Linked DNA regions of Zea mays: region 1 is linked to region 2. A link is a contact called in public Hi-C data. All regions are on one chromosome and are shown on one strand. The core of a region is the stretch at or near the end of the contact, and the rest is flanking DNA. Distances in the headings are between cores, read along the strand shown. Region 1 holds the start of LOC100273364 (putative protein phosphatase 2C family protein). Region 2 holds the start of LOC100284085.

What was found. A called contact is a pair of places that touch in the nucleus more often than the background predicts.
Region 1: a Hi-C map of ear shows a contact between it and region 2, with 4 times the contacts expected there. The contact joins the promoter of LOC100273364 here to the promoter of LOC100284085 in region 2. A contact is called at or near these places in 4 of 25 Hi-C or Micro-C datasets (ear, endosperm, tassel and 1 more).

The regions. Positions count from the first base shown.
Region 1 is chr2:156,947,770-156,954,683 of Zm-B73-REFERENCE-NAM-5.0, forward strand. LOC100273364 (putative protein phosphatase 2C family protein) reads right to left here and starts at 2,880. Exons shown (of 5, transcript NM_001147803.1): 1 at 2,669-2,880; 2 at 1,917-2,369; 3 at 1,701-1,818; 4 at 1,389-1,612; 5 at 371-1,025. The coding sequence starts at 2,851. The coding sequence ends at 582. LOC103647160 (F-box/LRR-repeat protein 3) reads right to left here. Exons shown (of 8, transcript XM_008671722.4): 2 at 6,530-6,658; 3 at 6,158-6,262; 4 at 5,676-6,069; 5 at 5,471-5,600; 6 at 5,097-5,391; 7 at 4,753-5,004; 8 at 3,964-4,372. The coding sequence ends at 4,313.
Region 2 is chr2:156,670,674-156,677,687 of Zm-B73-REFERENCE-NAM-5.0, forward strand. It overlaps LOC100284085, which reads left to right and starts at 5,139. Exons shown (of 4, transcript NM_001156983.2): 1 at 5,139-5,269; 2 at 5,495-5,760; 3 at 6,499-6,712; 4 at 6,826-7,014. The coding sequence starts at 5,179. LOC100193091 reads left to right here. Exons shown (of 23, transcript NM_001358633.1): 21 at 1,514-1,599; 22 at 1,968-2,052; 23 at 2,363-3,361. The coding sequence ends at 2,698.

The sequences.
Region 1 (6,914 bases), core at 1,630-4,129, 270 kb after region 2:
AAGACTAACAAGTAGAACTCTAGTGCATTTCTTGTAAATAGCAAATATAAAGCTAAATATATAATCGTGTCGGACCGGTACTACGGGCCGAGGTAGCGGCCCAAGCACGGCACGGCTCTCGTGCCGGGCCTGGCATGGCACTATTAAGGGTCGTGCTTTGGGCCGGCCCGTCAAGCACGATCCATTTGGTCATCTATAGTTTAGAGACTCTTAACTGTCAAGGAAAACCGAACCACCTAGATGAAATTAGCACTATTGGATCAGTCATGTACTGCAGTCACGTTCTTCACTTCTTATGTTGTCAGATGCTAATCTCACCCACAAATTTCAGTTACAGCAAGTGCAGTAGCAGTACATAGACGAGCAGGATGAAAAGCACTCACTGATTCATCAGCCAGGGATAAAGAAATGCTACTCCTGTCCATGTCGCATCATCCATTGCAACAGCCACACCAGAATGCGACAGGCCAATCAAATCCTACACCTCGCGTCCATCGGCCCATGCACGAACGAATCTAGCTACGTCTACGTGTACCGGCCATGAAAACGACGACCTCCGATGCCCTCCCCGCCCGAGTCCATCAATCCCGCTCGCCGCCGTCGTCTTCGTCCAGCGAGGTCGACCGCCTCCGCCAGCTCAGCACGCGGCCCACGCGCGGCAGCCTGATCACGGAGTTGGCCCGCGCCACCCCCTCCAGCGCTCTCCACACCGCCGTCGTCCCCTCCTCCGACACCGCCTGGCCGTTGCTCGTCAGAGCCCTGCGGAAGCTGCTGCCTGTGAAAGGCGCGGCCGGCCTCACGTCGTCGGGAACTGGGAGCAGGCCGCTGCTGCTCTCGACGGGAGCAGGTGAGGCCCGCCGGTTCAGGTACAGGCACACGACGGCGCAGTCGTCCACCATGGACGTCGGGTACTTGCGCCGCCACGCTCGGACCGCCCGGTCGATCAGCTGCCTCGCCGCCTTGGACGGGTCAGGCGCCGATGACACGAGCTTCACCACCTCCTTGTTCGACAGCACGTCCCAAATCTGCAACAGGTTTTGAATGGCGGTAATAAGGAAATCATATATATGAGAGCTGTCGTGAACTGTGTAAACAAGCCATCGTCAGCTAAAACTACCATGAGTTCATTACAGTAAACAGAAGACAGTGACACGCATGCATTGTTTTGGTTGACAGTTTCTTTCGTTGGGTCTAATCTGAAAGGGAACTATATGCTATATTATTCTGCACCCCAGATCACTCATTTGGAACAGAATTGCATGCGTGCGAGCATTTTTCTGATTAAGAAACGAAGGACAATGGATAGACTGAGAGTGACAGGAATCTAAAACTGCCAATCACATAAATGAATTTTCATTTTTTTTAAAAAAAATCAATAGATTAATTACCCCGTCAGTAGCAAGCACCAAGAACTCGTCTTTCTCGGACAGTTTCCTGCAGTAGACTTGAGGTTCGCAGATAAGGCCATGGCTCTTGAGGCAGAAGTCACCGAACGCCCTCGCCATGGCGAGGCCCGGCGCGTCCTGGTCCGGCAGCCACATCCGGGGCACGTCCGGCTCGTCGTCCATGGCGAACACTCTCCCCTTGCAGCTCAGAATCCTCGCGAGCTCACCTGTTGCAGGCCGGCGTGCAGGAACACGGTGCAAAAAATCTCAGTCAGGATCCGACAACGGGTGGAATGACAGAGCTCGGATGCTCACTTGGCAGATCCGGCTTCAGGTCAGTGGTGAGCTGGACAGGGATCAGACGGTCCTTGCTGTCCCGGGTGCAGAGGACGGCGCGTGAATCGCCCAGATTGGCAACGATCAAGTGATCGCCCTGTGCAGATGAGGGGACAAGCAGATGAAGGGACAAGTAGATCAATCGAGATCACCGAAACAAGACTAGTTTCCAGTTCAGAGTTAACCAGTGCCTACCTGCCTAACAGCAGCGACTGCAGTTGTGCCGCTACAGATGCAGTCGATTCCTGAAAGCCGCCTCAGCTCCTCGTCCACCTGCTCAAAAGCCCTCACGAACACGTTCTTCCAAGTGGACAGCAGCAGCTGCTGCTGCTGGCTCTCGTCGCTCGTAACGTCGCTGGACGAGCCGCTACCTCCTGACTTGTCGAAGGAATCCAAATCGGCGTTGCTCGAAGCATCTCCATTCTTGCCTGAGCCATCTTCTCCATTCTCGCCTGAGCCATCTTCGTCAGGTTTAGGCTTCGAAGCGTCGCTCGAGGCGGAGGGATCTTCGTCCCCGGTTCTCGGCTTCAGAGCGGCGGCTAGTTCCACCGGGAGGGTGTCGCGGACGTGGCGAGCGACTTCCCGGCCACGAGGGCCGTGGCCATCGAACACTCCGCAGAGGATGTGGCCTTTCTGGCCGGCGAAGTCCTGAAAGAAGCCAGTTTTGCTGAAAGAAATCAGTTTTTTTTTTAATTGTTCTCTTCCACTAGCATATCTCAGTCTCAGGTTGCGAGATTTCAGTTCTGAGCGGATATACAAGATGGATCCGGTGCACTTTTCTCAAGCTGTTGAGTTGCTAAGTTGCAACCTGCATTGCAATGCAAGCTACGACAACACCTTGAACAGCTTGCATATGGGCCATGTGCACAGATGCGAACTAGTAGGCAGAGGCTCTGCAACTAATGCAGGAAGAGAGAGAGAGAGTAGAGGGAGGGTGAGGCCATCACCTGGCAGACGGTCATGGCGTCCTGGTTGGCGCCCTTCCATCCCTGCTTGGTGTGCACGGAGACGCCGGCGCTGGCCCACAGGTGGCTGTGGAACAGGTCGTCGTGCATCCATGGGAAGCCCAGGCCCTCGTCGTCGTCGGGCTCCCCTGCCGCCGCCTTGGCCTTGCCGCAGCAGATCCCCATTGCTGCTTGTGCTTTGCTTTGCTCGCGCGTGAGCTCCCTCCGTCCTGTCCTCGAAGCGGTGGGCTGAATTTATGTTTGGTTCGTTGGTTGGTTCGTATCGTGGTGGGAGGCATTTAATGACAGGGCCGGTAGCGGTAGGGTAGGGCAGCATGCGTATGGCGACGGGCCATTCTTAAAATTCTAATATTGTATACATACGTAGATGGATGTGTTACCAAATTGTCATGAAGCTCCTCCTACTTATAGGACGGATGGAGAACTTGTGAGGAAGCAAGGAAAAGGGCTCGAGCAATGCAAGCAGCCCAGCCCTGCCCTGAGCCGCTGAGCGCAACGCAACGGCGAGCCATGGCGGAACGCAACCCGGCCGTGTACCGCAGATGCCCAGGGCAGGGCATTTACTCATGAGCATCAAGGGACAAGGGGTCACACGGACGGGACGGGAGCATCGACCAGCTACCCCGTGGTTGGCAACTTCCTTTGTGTGTGTGTGTCCGGCGCCAACGTGATGCCTGCGCCGCGCAGGCCGCCGCCCATGTCGCTTCCAACTCGCTCCTGCCAGCGGCTTCTTCAATGCTACTAGCTGGCTGTCCATGGGCCATGGCCATGGCCGCCAGCGGCTTCTTCAATGCTACTAGCTGCCTGTCCATGGGCCATGGCCATGGCCCTGTCTCTCTACCACCTGTCCATTGCAAGTTTGCAACGCTGCTAGCAGCCTCGCTCTCTCCTCTACCTGCCATTCATGTCTCTCCTCTACCTGCCATTCATGTCTCAGCCTACCTTTTTAGTTCAGACGATGTGCGTGCACTGTGCTTCGAGTTCCATGTCCAACACTGACTCACATCGAACTCGACTAAACTCCAGCAACTACAATGCAACCAGGAAAGCCACTTCATTCCTAGAAAGCAGAGACCATCAGTAGCCTTACAATTCTCTTCTTCAAACAGGGGTAGGTACACCTGCAATGCAAGCCACTTCATTCCAGCTGATCACAAACATGAATGCAACAACCAACAGATTAAAGCTAGATGTTTAGACTGCTGCAGCTGTAATTTATAGAGACAAAAATACTATAGAAACAGTAGAAGATAGTACGGATTAAAACTAAACGAACATAGGAAAAGGCATATCGTACTAAATTTCAAAACCATTTTCTCATCCCTTCCGTATCGACATCTTTACATGGTAGTATTCTATACAGCAACTTCCTGTCAAATGATCACCTCACCAAATAAATGTGGGACCTACTCATCTATACCAGTATACAACAACATCAAGACATACATACACTTGCGGATGACACAGGAATCACTTGCTTATACCAGTATACAACAACATCAAGACCTATGCTCAAACACAGGAATCACTTGCGCGGATGACATTGCCAGCCAACAACCCATCCATCCATAACGATGCATGCCATGATTTCCACGATAGCCACATGCTCGAGGGTCAACTCAATTCTCATCGTACAAGCACGTCTTGCGACTGTTGCTTCCATACATCACAAGGTTCCACCTCAACCTACAATGCCACACCAGTTATTAGACAGACACTGTTTTACTTTTGCAGCCTTGTAATAGCTCTGTAAGAACAAACCCACTCAATAGATTCAAGACAACTGTGCTATGCTCTTCTTTAAGCCTTTTTTTGAAGGGAAAAAAACACCATCCATAAGCAAAATCATGGGTTGTGTGTTTCAATCATAGACAATATACTGAAAGCACAGAAAAGAACACAGCATTGCATTTAGATCTGGCAGCACAAAACACAGCTGAATAGAACCAAGCTTTTCTGAAACAAATAGTGTGTAGCGTTTTCGAGTAGCAAATTAGGCAAGAACGAGTTGGCGAGCACAAGGGTCTAATGCTGTGTGTAAGGCAACCAGGGGAGCCGTAGAATACCTTGAATGGTTTATCAATCCATTGGAAAACACAGCCGCGTGCCTCAACATTTTTTATCATGTGAGGAAGCATCATGGATCTGAATGCTTCATGAAGCTTCACTTTCGTCAAACCACCACAAACCATAAGAGTAGCTGCCAAGCCATTAGGCGTTATACCCGCTACATGGACGATCGTCATGTTCTGCAGGCCGGATATGCAAGAAAGGGAAAGAAGCCCAATATCGGTGACTGAACAGTATGACAAGTTTATCTGTAATGAGACATACATGGTATCAGCACAGTTGCAGAACACACATTGTACCACGAGATTCCTGTTACAGTTACAGAAGAGAAGGGCAATACCTGACGGAGGCTATGAGAGAACTGGGAAAGGTAAAGCATTCCAGCATCATTAATCCCAAAGCATTTCTTAATATCAAGCTTGGAAAGCAGCCTGCACCCCATCGCTGTTTCTGAGAGCCCGATGGATGAAACCCTGGGGCAGCCACGAATCTCCAGAGTATTCAGCTTTGAGCATTTTGATAGTGAAATCAGTGAGCGGTCTGTTATTTCTGTGCAGTATGATAGGTTGATAGACTCTAGCATCGGACAACTCTGCGCAATTTGAATAATTCCATCATCGCTAAGGCCTCCACACCTGAAACGGAAAATATAAGTTAGTTTACTGACAAAGATCAACCAAACAAAGAGAACAACAAGGCATGTCTAGTAATGACCTGTACAAATCAATCTCGCGGAGTTTTGGGCAAGACCTTCCGATGTGGGTAAGACCTTCATCACTTATCTTCAAGCAAATACCAATTTTTAGACTCGAAAGTTCGCTGCATCTGGCAAGAGCTTTCAATCCTGCACAGAAAATATTCAGAGTCGGCTTTAGGTCCATCCAGGGAAGAATAATTCAGTAGCCAGTTCAGTAAGTACCTTCGTCATCCAAATCACTGTCAGTAAGGTCCAACTCTTCCAAGCGAGAACAGTGCTTCCCGATCAGTTGGAGTGCTCCACTGGAAACACGGCTACAAGACTCCATCCTCATAGAGATGAGAGAAGAGCATGAACTAGTTATGGCCGCTAGTGAAACATCAGTGATATTGCGACAACAAGTAATGTCCAGCTTCAGCAGGTTCTTTAGCCTTGACACAGCAAAAGAGAGTTCTGTGTCGGTCACTCCAGATGACTTGCTCAGACTTAGTTCCCTTAAAGAAGCACAAGAGGTTCCAATGGCTTTTAGTCCATCGGCCATGAATTTGGAGCCTTCCAGCTTCAGGGTCTGAAGTTTAGCAAGCTTCTGGAAGCTTCTCACCATAGAAGGAGTGACCTGATACATGAAGGATGTAAATTAATCTGTGAGGGCTCAAGTTATGCCAAGGTGATACAATAACACGACCAGATGATTAGCTACTTACAGGACAGCAGTATGAAAGTTCCAGTTCCAATAGATTGGGTACCGACTTCAGGATGGATGAAACTCCCACACCTGTGATATTCTGACACTGAGACATATGAAGCACCTGCAACCGTGCAAGCATGCAAGTTCAGTTCAGTAATAAGCTGAGCTTTGTGCTATTATCAAAACTTATTTTGTGTGACCAATCAAAAATACATATTTTAGTACAGGTAACGAGTTCAGACAAGGAGACAAGGCATCTTCAGAGTTCAGAACCTAAGAGTGTAAGATGAAATAGAAAATAATACCGTAGTGTTTGAAATGAACATGACGTGTGTTTGCTCGTAACAAGCAAATCAATAAAAACGACAAATTGCCATAAGCACCTCACCTGTAGTGATTTACTGCATTCTCTCTCAAGACTACCAAGAGCATCATCATCGATCGCAATACACCCCACCAGTGTCAACTCTTGAAGACTGGGTAGCTTCATGATGGGAGGCAAGCTAGCCTTTGTGATCTAAAACAGAAGACACGTTTCCATTTTGTTATTACTCGAGCACGATAAGATAAGGGGTCGCTACGCACTAGGCACGAAGCTGCAAGAGAAAGTAGAGTTGGCTACTAGTACTGCTCTGCCGATCCATTGTTGCAACGATGATTTGTCATGTTTACAGATATAAGAACGTCTGCAGATCAAGAATATTATACTACCTATACACAGTGGTCCAATGCCCTAAACACTAGCTGAATAAATTAGATCGATCAGAATGATG
Region 2 (7,014 bases), core at 3,889-6,388:
TTCCCATATCATCGTCGCCCCCTCCTCCCACCACTGAATTGTCGACTCCAGCGCCTCGTTCCACACCACTCCCGACCCCAGAGTTGTCTCTATACCTCATCCTCTTAGCCCCACCTTCCCTTCCTCCATAACTGTCGGTAATGGGTTGACTCTGCCTGTCACCACATTAGGTGACATGGTTCTTCCTGGTCCTTTGTACCTCAACATCCTTGTTGCCCCCAACATCATCCATAACCTTCTCTCGGTCGGTCGCTTCACCACTGACAACCGTTGTTCTATGGAGTTCGTTCCCTAGGGGCTCACCATACGGGATCTTATTACTCGTGTTGTGGTTGCTCGATGCGACAGTTCTGTCCCCTTATCTTATTTGCTTCCTCGGCCCACCTTCCTCTGCCCATGCCACACCCTACGCCCTCATCTCCACTGCCTCTGCCTCCACTTGGCATCGTCGTCTCGGCCACCCTAGCCACTACGTCTCTCCAGACTATGCCACCTCAGCAATCCCTTGCCTTCGCGGCAACACTATCTCGCTTTGTCATGCCTGTCAGCTTGGGCATCACACTCGCTTACCCTTTTCTTCTTCCTTGTGCCACGCTACTCGCCCCTTCGACCTCATCCACTGTGACCTTGGACATTCCTTGTTCCAAGCATCTTCGATTACTGGTACTATCTGGCCATCCTGGATGATTTCTCTCACTACTTGTGGACCTTTCTCCTCTGATATAAGTCTGACACCTTGCCCAGTCTTTCTCACTTCTTTATGTGGGTGTCGACTCAGTTCAGTCGCACCATCCGGGCTGTTCAGTGTGATAATGGATGGGGGTTTGATAACTCCACATCTCGCACCTTCTTTCTCTCTAACGGCGTGCAGCTGCGTATGTCGTGCCTAGGGTCCAGCCAACCGAACCCAATATGGAATCGGTCTAGGCAAATTAGATTCAATCTAATAGATCAAAGCTGGAATAATAATAGATCCTGTTAAGGATCGTTTTAGGAATAGATTGGATAAGAGTTAGAGTAGAAATAGGAGATCCAGTTATGGACCGGGTTTAGCAGTAAAGGGCCATCTATATATACATGGCATAGTTTGTACTTAGGGAGGTAAACAATAAATCAATAAAGAGTTCTTGATCTCTGCTCTATCAGCCGTGCTGACGCACGGCTCCACGCTCTCGTTCGCTCAGACCACACCCGGCAATATCTGATACTTATTACCTTAGAAGAGGTGGCTCTACCATTCCGCCTTTTTGAGCACTGAAGCTATGACTTGTTTTACTCACCAAAAAATAAGTATTGTACTCCAGTAGTTCAGTTCAACGGTTTTGTTAGCTTAACTTGTTATTATCCTTTTATAACATTTTAAAAGCTTGTTTGTCAAGAACACATTTTCATTCCGTATTTGTGAAATTAGATGTTTGATTACCTTATGTATATGATTCTTGCTGCAGCAAGTTTTATGTTAATCTGGTTTGAGGTCGTCTTCTTGAGATGTTGCTTGTTGCTTCTGTTTCAGTCTACATCTCAGGTTCGCTCCGGACACTTTGCTGCTGGTTTTGCTGATGGTTCTGTCAGGATATATGATGTTCGCTCTCCTGATAGGTTAGTACAGTAGTGTCTACATCCTCTGGCCTTGCATTTCAAGCACATGTGCCCTATGAAATGACAAGCCTAAAGCCTCCAACAGGTCACAGGAACATAATATCTCACAAGAACGCACACGAGCACAAGTGTTTTGGTGGCTGGAATGACTTAGCCTTTTCTGGTTTTCTCTTCTAATATAGCCAATGTGAGCTACAAATCAGGCTGTGATAGCCCCTAAACCCTAAAGCCCCTAATAAACGCAAAATATTACCCAACTAATCAGCCTATAAATGCTATGAACCTAGACACAGGATTATTTCTAACATGAAATGCCCCGTTTTCTGCCAACTTAATTATTTTTACTCTGATTTTTTTGTACACCGTAGGTTCGTCTATGTGGCCAGGCCACATGCCCCAAGAACAGAAAAGGTTGTGAGCATAGGATTTCAACCTGGGTTTGATCCATACAAGGTAAATACTCGCACTTCTTTAGATTGCTATTTATTTTCATTGTTGAAACAACTAAGGGGGTGTTTGGTTTCTAGGGACTAATTTTTAGTCCCTCTATTTTATTCCATTTTAGTCCCTAAATTGCCAAATACGGAAACTAAAATAGAGTTTTAGTTTCCGTATTTGGCAATTTAGAGACTAAAATGGAATAAAATGGAGGGACTAAAAATTATTCACTAGAAACCAAACACCCCCTAAGCTATTCTATAGTTGTCTGGGCTTTCCTTTAGCTTGACAATGGTCCCCTTTTGTATTGTTTATGGAATCACAGATTGTAAGTGCATCTCAAGCTGGAGACATCCAGTTTCTTGATGTTAGAAGGGCAGCAGAACCCTACCTGACTATTGAGGCACACAGGGGTTCACTTACAGCATTAGTGGTTCATCGTTATGCCCCAGTTGTTGCTAGTGGCTCAGCCAAGCAAATGATTAAAGTGTTTAGTCTTGGTGGGGAGCAGTTGACGATAATTGGGTACCTGCCATCTTTTATGGGCCAAAGAATAGGCAGTGTAAATTGCCTTTCTTTTCACCCATACAAGTCACTCCTGGCTGCTGGTGCTGGTGACAATGCTCTGGTCTCTATCTATGCTGAGGAAAATTACAAGTAAGATGAGGCCTTATATCTCATGACAATGCAGCCACAGTGCAATCGGTAGGCCTTACATTTTTTCGGCCAAGTGATGCTCCACAGCATGGTTCAGCTTCAAGATCCAAGATGACGGTAAGCCTTGTCACGGAGATGTCGACGGTACCGTGGCTCTCGGTGCATATTGGCTGTTGGACGGCGTGTGCGGTTTGTAAGATACAGTCAAGATTCATTAGCCTCCTTGCAGAAGGTTTGTGAACCCTAACCTGATCCTGTCATTGAACTCGGAGGCTCCCCCCAGCCCACCCAAATAATTAGCCATACCTAGGCTATAACCAAAATGTAAATAGCCAGCGCATTCGGGTTGTACTTTGCCAGCATTCAAGTGTAAAAAGGTCTGAAGATGGTTGATGTGATAAACAGGGCTTGGTAGGGGCTGCTGCCTGGGCAAGTGGGGTTGTGCATATGGGCCCAGGTAGTAGAATGGTTGCAGAAGTCTGCCCACAGATGTTGAAGAGAAAAGTGTATTTGTCCAGCTAAAATATGGCGTTAGATGGGGGTAGTATTGGCCTGCATGAATGAATGAATGAATGTTGAGTCATTTGCATTGTAATTGTAACCCTTGGATAGATGACTGCCCGCTTGTATATATGAGTCGTGTTTGTACAGTTGTCTGCTTTCTGTCCCCAAGTTGTAATCCGTCCAATGATGTGTTTTATGCTGGTGCATTCCGGTAGAGATGAACCGGAGGTGCTGGAACATATAGGTGGTCTTGTGGTCTGTAACTGTAATGGATATGTGAATCTTAATATGAGTAATTGATTACCGCCGCGTCCTGGACATGGACAATACCTGCATGCAAATGATCAGTAGCTGATTTACGGCATACTGTATGCAGACATGCAGTAGCTGGTCTGGTGCATTATTTTACAGCGACGGTGTCTAGGGTGGTAAGGTATGCAATGGGCACATAAAGACATACTTATACCTACTAGAGAAAAAAATACTCTATACTCATACCCACTATTTATCATGGACATAAAATTAAGCTATAACTATACTCATCACGGATAGTCCCACTAACATTACAATAAACATGATTCAAGTAACATGATTCACTTGAATTGTAAAAGCAAGTATCAAATACAAAATGTTGAAGCCACTTACCTCATCAATATTGAAGGATATTAAAATAATATATTATTTTTATAAAAAAGTTGAAGCCACATACCTCATTAATATTGAAAAATATTGAAGGATGTTAAAATAATATATTACTTTTGTGCCCGCATGGTAAATCATGGAATCCAATGTAATTTTATCATAAGGTCAACAATATTTAATATTATCTGCAACACATACAAGCTCATGCATGAGAGAACAAGGTCTTTAATCCGAACTCACATGTTATATATTAGCAGGTTTCTCATCAGATAGCGGATATGGGACAAAAGAGAACATATCCATGCCCATAGGTAGCAAATTTCGTCATACCGGTGCTCTAATAGGGTTGTTCACCCATCGGGTATCGGGTTTTGGGAACCATTTGCACAATCTCTATGTGTGTCCTTGGTTGAGATGGCAACGAGGAATTCTCCGTCGGAGAATGGCTCCCCAAACCCGTCCCCACGGGGAGAATAATTACGCTTCCCTGTCCTGCGAACACTCATGGGGGAGCTTTTTCTCCCATTCTCGTCGCCGCAGGTCCCCGGTAGGAATTATAATATTTAGAGATAGATTTAAATTGATTATATCAAATTAATGCAAATTTAACAATCAAAATTTAAAATTACAAGGGACATCTACTTTAAGTTTACTTTGATATTTTATAATATATATTGAGTTTTTAGTATAATTTGAACAAGTAAATTGACTAATTTGGATAAAAAAAATTCGCGGTCGGGTACATGAGAACAGGGGATGGTTACCCATCGCCATCCTTGCGAACCCGACAGGATTGAATTTTCTCCATTTAGATCTCCGTGAGGATCAAATCATTCTCATACCCGTTCCCTAAGGGCTTGTTTGGTTCAAGTGTTGGGCAAGATTTAATTCCCTCCAATCCTTCTTAATTTATCTCTAACCGAATAAGCCTTAGGTCTAGTTTGGCAACTCTATTTTTCTAGAGATTCTCATTTTTCCAAGGAAAAATAAACTAATTTCTCTTGGAAAAATAAAAAACCCTTGAAAATATGGGGTTGCCAAAATAGAGGAATTTTCTTTGGGAAATCAAGGATCAGGTCCATATTGTCATCTCTAGTCCTTGCGAGAGGCCCTCACCGGCGGCGGCGAGTCACCGCCTTCTGAGGAAGAAGCCACTGTCAGGTGGGTCCACCAGTCGGTGGGACCCGCTTGGCATTCGGACAAAACGCTATAAGAAATGCTACAGACACAGGCGAGGGAGTAAGGATTCCCCAACCCCAACCCCAACCCCAACCCCCCAAGAAGCACCGCACAGAACCCTCTGCTCCTCTCACCCTCACGCTCCAAGGCGGCGGCGCCATGCACGGCGGAGGCGCGGCCTCGCCCGATGCCGCCATATGCATCTCCCCAGAAGCTGGGCCCATCGTCGGGGTCGCCCCCGCCGGGATCAGTAAGTTTGCGCCCCAACCGTTCCTCCCCCTCTCTCCAAACGCATCTCATTCTTTGCCGATTCGCGCAATTTCTGATACGATACTACTCCTACCAGTTGCTTATCTTTCCCTAGTGCAGCTTGTCAGTTCATCCTTCGTTAGCAGAGTGTCTGCAAATAGCTCGTTCCAAATTTCTCTTTGCTATGGTGCTGTTTCCTCATCCGTTCGTGTTTGATTTGGCACAGGGGTCGAAAACTGCTACGTGTTCAAGAGCCGGCTGCAGGAGTATGCTCAGAGGGTTGGCATTCCAACCCCGGAGTACCACACGCTGAAAGAAGGCCCATCTCATGAACCTGTCTTCAAGTCCACAGTGTTCGTTAATAATACCAAGTATGAGTCGCTGCCTGGGTTCTTCAGCCGGAAGGCTGCAGAACAGTCTGCCGCGGAAGTTGCGCTCATGGAGATAGCCATGTCCGCTCCGGTGACCGAAATTAGGAACATGCCAGCAGTTGTAAGTTACTCTTTTATGCACATCTAAAAAATTACTCTCTCTCTCTCTCTCTCTCTCTCTCTATTCAGATGCGTTGTCTAAAGATTCTAACTATATAAACTTTATCCTCCAGAAAGATATTTTTTGTTCTTTGAATTTTAAGGTGTATGCAAATGAGCGATGATCTAGAAAATCATAGCCTAAAGGGAAAAAAAGCAAGCTGCCTCATTCATAGTTATGGTGCTGCCTATAACATTGATGTTCTTTCTTTATTTCTTTTATTTTTATGGATGCGAGAGTGTCTGAAGTATTCTATACTAACTTGGCATTGCAAACATTCAATGAAATTTATTGCAAGTATGCTAATAGCACCTACCTCTTTTCAGTTAAGTAAATTTGTTTAACTGTGTTTGTCTAGCGGTACCTAAGTACTGTCGCGAAAATTTGTTTCTATGTTTCCTGGAATTTTCCCAATAATATTCTTTGGTCTTATCATTTATTTGTAATTATTAATGCTCTCAATCACAGCAATGTCCCCTCTAATTATTCTTTGGAGATAGTTATGAAAATGCTTGCAGACTTGTTCAGCTCAGTTTATGAACCATGAACTATGCATATCTCATAACATAGTGATTAAGTTACCACGAACCATTCATAGCTCAACTTATGAATTCGGATGATGAAATTAGCATATCATAGCATTGCAGGATGTCTTCTTGATTGACATGTTCCGTTGATACATCTTACTACGTGTTGCAGCAAGAAACTGGCCTGTGCAAGAATCTCCTTCAGGAGTATGCTCAGAAGATGAATTACGCCATTCCATCTTATATTTGCACTAAACAAGCTTCGGGTGTAGCTCCTTTCGTATGCAGTGTTGAGATTGGTGGCATCCTATACATTGGTGCTGCAGCTAGGACAAAGAAGGAGGCAGAGATAAAAGCTGCCCGAACTGCTCTTCTTGCAATCCAAAGTAATTTTCTTAGCATTCAATCCAAGAATATCTTTTGTGCAAACATTATCACTCCCTTTTAGCAAAGAAACTGGCCTAAATTTTGGGTCATAAATGGGCAATGTTTGTTGCAGGTCAATCAGAAGGTGGTGCAAATGGTGCCAAAAAGTACATTGTTGTTCCTGGGCAAAGGCCAGATAAGGAGACGAATAAAAATCCAACTGAAACCCCCATACCACTTAGAGTCAAGAAGCGTGGTTCCAGGAAGAAATGGAACAAGAGGAAATTCAGGAGGATGGCTGACCGAATTGTTGATGCTGGAA